2 separate regions of the Hordeum vulgare genome follow, and region 2 is linked to region 1. The links are chromatin contacts, called in public Hi-C maps. All regions are on one chromosome and are shown on one strand. The core of a region is the stretch at or near the end of the contact, and the rest is flanking DNA. Distances in the headings are between cores, read along the strand shown. Region 1 holds the start of LOC123426790 (protein NRT1/ PTR FAMILY 4.4-like). Region 2 has its middle 140 kb from the start of LOC123426790.

Evidence for each region. A called contact is a pair of places that touch in the nucleus more often than the background predicts.
Region 2: a contact with region 1 is called in a Hi-C map of leaf, with 2.2 times the contacts expected there. The contact joins the enhancer-like site here to the promoter of LOC123426790 in region 1. A contact is called at or near these places in 3 of 6 Hi-C or Micro-C datasets (leaf and seedling) and 1 of 1 datasets of contacts at active chromatin or transcription factors (embryo).

The regions. Positions count from the first base shown.
Region 1 is chr2H:488,705,226-488,708,185 of MorexV3_pseudomolecules_assembly, reverse strand. LOC123426790 (protein NRT1/ PTR FAMILY 4.4-like) reads left to right here and starts at 1,418. Exons shown (of 5, transcript XM_045110678.1): 1 at 1,418-1,861; 2 at 1,967-2,184; 3 at 2,947-2,960. The coding sequence starts at 1,753.
Region 2 is chr2H:488,848,606-488,851,674 of MorexV3_pseudomolecules_assembly, reverse strand. No RefSeq gene overlaps it. Among protein-coding and RNA genes, the nearest start is that of LOC123426790, 140 kb to the right of the region's middle. Within about 2 kb of position 1,299, at least 3 of the 3 cell types and tissues checked have open chromatin away from gene starts, as enhancers often do. A contact at or near this core is called in leaf and seedling, where this site is marked.

The sequences.
Region 1 (2,960 bases), core at 169-2,668:
GCCCCCCACCCGGAGATGATGATGATTCATCACCGGATCGCACCGCGACGGCGCTCTTTTCTGGAGATTTGGTCCGTTTCTTTTTGGCCGGATGGAGACAAGTCCGCAGATCGCTGCGATGAGCTCTTTTGGCCTGTCGATCGTCCGTTTCGGTGCCGTCGCGAATAGCTAGCATGGCAGCCGGCCCGTTTCGCGTACCAAGAAGCGCGTGTCCGTGAGATAATGCCTGAATAATTTCATATCGTGCGCGTTAGGTGCCCACTGACACTTCTCCGTGTTTCTTCAGACTGTTTGTTTATAGGAGTACTAGTATATATGTACGTAGGGATCAACTTCACACGGCGGCCCGGCGAGTTACTTGCCACACGGCTGGTTCACTTCTGTGTAGTTTAAGGAGCATCATATTTTTATCTGGTGTGTGATCTGGAGGGAGTCACTGTAGCAAGCATGTGACTGTCGAATCTATGCCTTGTGATCTCTGCTCTGCTAGCTAGGGCACACAAAAGCAGGGGAACTGAACTTTTCAACGGCAGATTTGGAGCTGCCGTCTTTTTGAACAGCGCGCGAAGAATCAGGAGGCATGTATATCTATCTTGGCATATGGTGATAGGATATGGGGAGCCAGTATTCCCACGCATAAGCCATTGTGGCTTAATTACCATGCAACTTGTCGTGCGAAAAATCTGTTAAATATACTGCCACCCCGAATCATTGGTCACATCGTTCATACTAATCGGCATCCGATCTGCTGCTTGTATATTGTACGAATGTCAAGATAGCAGTATCCATGGCAGGAGATGGTCCTCCCTCCATCGATATTCTTGGTACTCGGACGTACCGGAGGACTACGTAGCCAGGGTACCTGCCTCAGCTGCTCTCTCGAGTCGAGGACAATACTGTCTCGAGAACCAATTCTTGCGTGGGGGTGCACCGTGTCGCTGTCCGCGACAGAAACCAAGACAGGGAAACACATTCCACCATATTTTAAGGGGTCAAGTAGTTATCCTGTCGTGTGGCTGTGGTTTTACCTCTACATCTGTACTGTACCTTTCAATCCACTGAGATAACTCGCAAAATTTTGGTCAGGAAACAGGCTCCCTCTATCTGAACGTCTCTGCTTTGGTCAGTCAACTCACAACACAAAAACAACGATATATTGTTGACCTGGAAGCTGACCGCTGGTTGAGTTTAGATTTCCAGCAGAGCAGAGCAGAGCAGAGCAGAGCAAGAGACACGCGCGCATCGACCTGCCTGCCCAACAATTGGAGCAAGTCAATCCATATCCATATCCACATCCACGCCCCATATTTGATGCATGTGCACTCCACGCCTTTTCGGCCCTCCCAACTGAGCAGCTCCTCCTCCTCCTCACACGATCGCGGGCGGCACTGCACACCTGCACTGCGCTGCCACTATGGACCGATGCCGACCCCGAAATTCCGATGTGAAAGGGAAGGCCACTAGCTGAATGCCCCTTTCGGCATTCGTTCGTCCACAACTCAGTATCGCAAGAGAGGAGGGCAGGCAGAGTCATGGCCGTGTTGTGCCTCTGCCCCGCGGCCTATAAATAATGCCCCGACCACCAACTTGCCATTTACCTACGCCGCCGCAGCAGCAGCAGCAGCAGCAGCAGAGCTCGCCATTCAGCTAGCTAGCTAGCAAGCGGTGACTGGCTGCGAGCACGAGTGCTGCTACCTAACCCGGTTGACCCCTAGAAAGCAAAGCACACAAGCAGAGAGAAAGAAACCAAGCATGGACGTCGAGAGCTTCGCGGCGCCGCACGAGGTCTCCGTCGACTGGCGGGGCCGCCCCTGCGAGCCGGGCCGGCACGGCGGCATGCGCGCCGCCGTCTTCGTCCTAGGTACGTACTACTCCTGCCCGCATGAAGTTAGTTTGTCACATGGACGAGAGATGGAGCAATGTCCATCCATGGCTTGGTGATATGACACGAGGCGCCCATGCGCAGGGATCCAGGCGTTCGAGATCATGGCGATCGCGGCGGTGGGGAACAACCTCATCACGTACGTGTTCGGGGAGATGCACTTCCCGCTGTCGGAGGCGGCCAACGTGGTGACCAACTTCGTGGGCACCATCTTCCTCCTCTCCCTCCTCGGCGGCTTCCTCTCCGACTCCTACCTCGGCTGCTTCTGGACCATGCTCACCTTCGGCTTCGTCGAGCTCTCGGTACCCCTCTTCACCATATGCATGCTTGCTTTTATCTCTCCATCCATCAATCAATCAATCAACCCTGCATTCCTATGCTCTCCTAGATAGATAGATCCTCGTTTCTTTACTCGAAATAGGAGTGTTTTAAACATGTCGTCAAGAAACGACCAACAATCTATAGACCAGGACCAGGAGTAGCTAGCTAGCAGTGACTGACCACCAATGGGTGGTCCGCGCGTGTTTCATTCAGGACAAGAAGATGAGGAAGATGGAACGTGCCAGAGTGTGTTTCCTTTAGTGACCGGACCGACCGATTGACTCTTGCGTTTCCGCTGTGAAAAGGAAGGGAGATGAACTTGGATGGGCCGGATAAAAAGGCCCCAATCACCATGCATATGCATGGACCCGGTTCTGGGACCAGGTTGAATTCAACGCACGCGGCACGCAGCATGGCTGATAATCACTAAACGCCACTGGGAATTTGTTTCTTGTTGTGGGGGCTTGCCTGAAAACAACATGTCCAAAGAAAGTTGTGCTAGTGTTACTACTTGCCTACTTTTACTTGGCACCCTTTCTTTTACTAGTAGCAGACAACGTTTGTAAATGAGTACGTTAAAACACTGCATTAATGGAAATATGGAATCGAAGAATCCAAACACCAAATAAACAATCTACTTTCATTAAGCAAGTATATATGTATATATAATCGGAAATAAATATGATTTGCAAGTCGATCCAACTACAAGCAACGGATTTTTACCTAGTGTGTTTTGTCCTCAGGGCTTCATACTGCT
Region 2 (3,069 bases), core at 50-2,549, 140 kb before region 1:
TAAAGTAATATTTTTTAGGGCGTGCAAATATATCACTAAGTAACTCCCCCCGTGGCAAACCAGCAGCACTTAACTGATCAAGGGGTCAAAAATGTCGCTCTCGTCTTGTACGTTCTGAAAGGTAAAGGTGAATGCTGTCTGCTATACTAATAACCAGATCATTAATCAATCAAATACCCCAATAAGCACATCCTTCTGAAGTGAGCTATTTTGACCTGGTATGACATCCGTTTTTTCAAGAGACCACAGCTTCTTTTGACAAAAGTAAACACTGTCGGCAAGTGCAGCAATGACTCTGCAATGCAAAATTGAAAGACTTTCTCACCTAGTTTGTGCACAATGTTTTCTACCCCTTTCCTGGAGGAGTCAACTTCTTGCACCCCCCAAATGCGCTGGTTTTTGTCTCTGCTTTTGCTTGACATCTCAGTCAAATGAGAGTGCTCGTGCGTGCGGCTCCCAAAAGTATGCGACCCCCCTACCTAGTGTGAGTTGCTTGCCGATTAGCCTTTGCCTTTTGCCACCGTCTGGAAACGCCTTGCAGGGTAATTCACCGCCTGATCAGTAGTAATCACGAAAGCAAATGGAGAAACCATGCGGTAAATGTGTGATAGCTACACAACAGCTACTGCACTAGATGTCTAGAAGGAAAGAAAAAACTCTTTACTTGAAAGAAAATGATTAGTTGGAGTAAAATCAGCACCAACTAACCAGCATATACCGCAAGAAGGCGATTACGATGCTGCACTGAAATGAAACCTACAAGATGCTTATATAAGAAACAGCGCTCGTGCCGAACAAAGACGGGGCACACTGTTCCCTGTGTTTTCCGCTGTAATCATCTGCAGTGGCGCGCACTGTTCGTCGAGCCCGGGGCATGATGGCCACTGACTGCATCCTGATGCTTGAGCTTGACTCAATCCAGGCGACGCATCCCGGGGCCCGGGCACCGATCGAACCCGGCTCTGGGTGCACGACACTGTTGGCCGCTCGCTCTCATGTCCGCTTGACCTACCGTTCGCAGTGCTTGAATGCTTCCATTATTACCACGACCGAACCGGGGGACGGAAGGAGGAGAAGAATGGATCGATGATCGGTCGACGGTAATCACTCGCGGTGCGCGCAGCCTGCGCATCTTCCATGACCTAACCCAACGCCTAGGTTAGGCTCCGTGGTAGGCTTTCCCACGTCCGACTCAGATCGATGGAGCTTCGCGCAAGAAGCGATGGAGCATGGACGGAGCACGTACTGGGTGTGGGTGGGAGTGGAACCGCGGGAGTGGAGGCCAGCGGTGCCCTGCCCTGGGAGCCCGTAATTGGCCTCCACTTGTCGACGGGATGGTGACTTGGTGAGGCCCCGGCATGCGTGGGCCGAAAATGACACGACTTTTGTATAGAGTTTGATCGGTCGGTCGTCGCCTCCATTCGATTAAAAAAAAAACTGTCGGAAAGCCGCAATCCCTGGCGGTGTAGGTTAGATATATAATTCTCTGCTGCAGCTCACACGATGACAACGTGTTGCTTCATCGACATATAGGATAGGTAAACGTTTATACATTGCGCGCCGGTCGAACCGTTTCAGCCGGATGCACCGCGTTCATCCGATCTAGACGGATCGCGCGCGTCCCATCCCCCCGCGCAGGTCGCCGTCGCCCCCTCCCCCCGCGCAGGCGCCGCCGTCGTGTGCTTTCCCCCGCGCAGGTCGCCGTCGCCCCTCCCCCCGTGCAGACGCCGCCGTTGTGTGCTTCCCCTATGCGCAAGTCGCCGTCGCCCCCTCCCCGCGCGCGGGCGCCGCCGTCGCGAGCTTCTCCTCTGTGCATGCCGCCGTCGCCCCCTCCCCCGCAGGCACCGCCGCACGGCCTCGCACCCTTCGCTGGCGCTGCTGCAAAACCACCATCGCCGGTGCTCGGGCCGAGCCACAGGGGAGATGACATGGCTGCCTCCTGCCATGGAGTGATCTGTGTGTGCATGTATTAAAAAAAGCTACAAGCGGTGTGCAAAAAGCTTCAAACGGCATAAAAAAAAGCTTCAACCGTTGATAAAAGAAGTTACAACCACGCCCATGAGAGTTGCAACCAAACTTCGTCGGAGTTTTGTAGGCGGAGTTGCAACCATGATGAAAAAATGTTGCAACCATTATACAAATTTGATACATCAGTCATTCTTTTTTGTTGCTACCGTATTGTTTTTTTTTTGCTACAACCGTTGACATGGGCGAGTTGCAACCATGATGAAAAAATGCTGCAACCATTATACAAATTTGATACATCAGTCATTTTTTGTTGCTGCAACCGTATTGTGTTTTTGCTACAACCGTTGACATGGGCGAGTTGCAACCATGATGGGAAATGCTGCAACCATTATACAATTTTGCTACATGTGTCGTTCTGTTTTGTTGCAACCGTATTGTTTTTTACAAGAAGTTGCAACCATGAGCGCACGCTGCTACATCCACGGAGGTTAGAAACACACAGAAAAGCGACATAGGTGAGGGCGGCGACCGGCGGCGACCGACGGTGGAGGACGGCCAGCGGTGAGGAGGTGAGGCGAGGCGGGCGGAGCGTGCTGGGGTGTCGGCGCGGGCTAGGCGCGTGCGGGGACGGCGACGCGTGCGAGGATGGAGGGCGGGTGGGGGATGGCGCGACCAGATCTGACGGTCATAGGGCCCTGATCTGACGGCTGCTGCGCGACCGGCGCGAGCCCTCGTGCCGGCGCGCCGGCGCCTAGCACTGCCCTATAGGATAATGCTTTGGTTTTCAGAAGTGTTCGGTTACCAAAATTGTAAGCTGCATACCTTAGTTTCACTAGCAAAAGAGTTCGTACGATACAATGAAAAAAAACATGCCCTAACACAATAACCATGACTCGAGACCCAATAGGTCTTATCGAGGTGTCATTATGTTGGCATTAGATTATATCTTTTGTTTTCATGCAAGCTTTTGTCGAGACGTGCATACATGATTATTGAAGGTCTGGTTCATCTCCAATATGGCTTTGCTAAGGTGTTCGTTTGCAATCCGGGTCGGTGCCAATACGAAGAAATGACATAATATGCACTATTGATTAAGGTTGC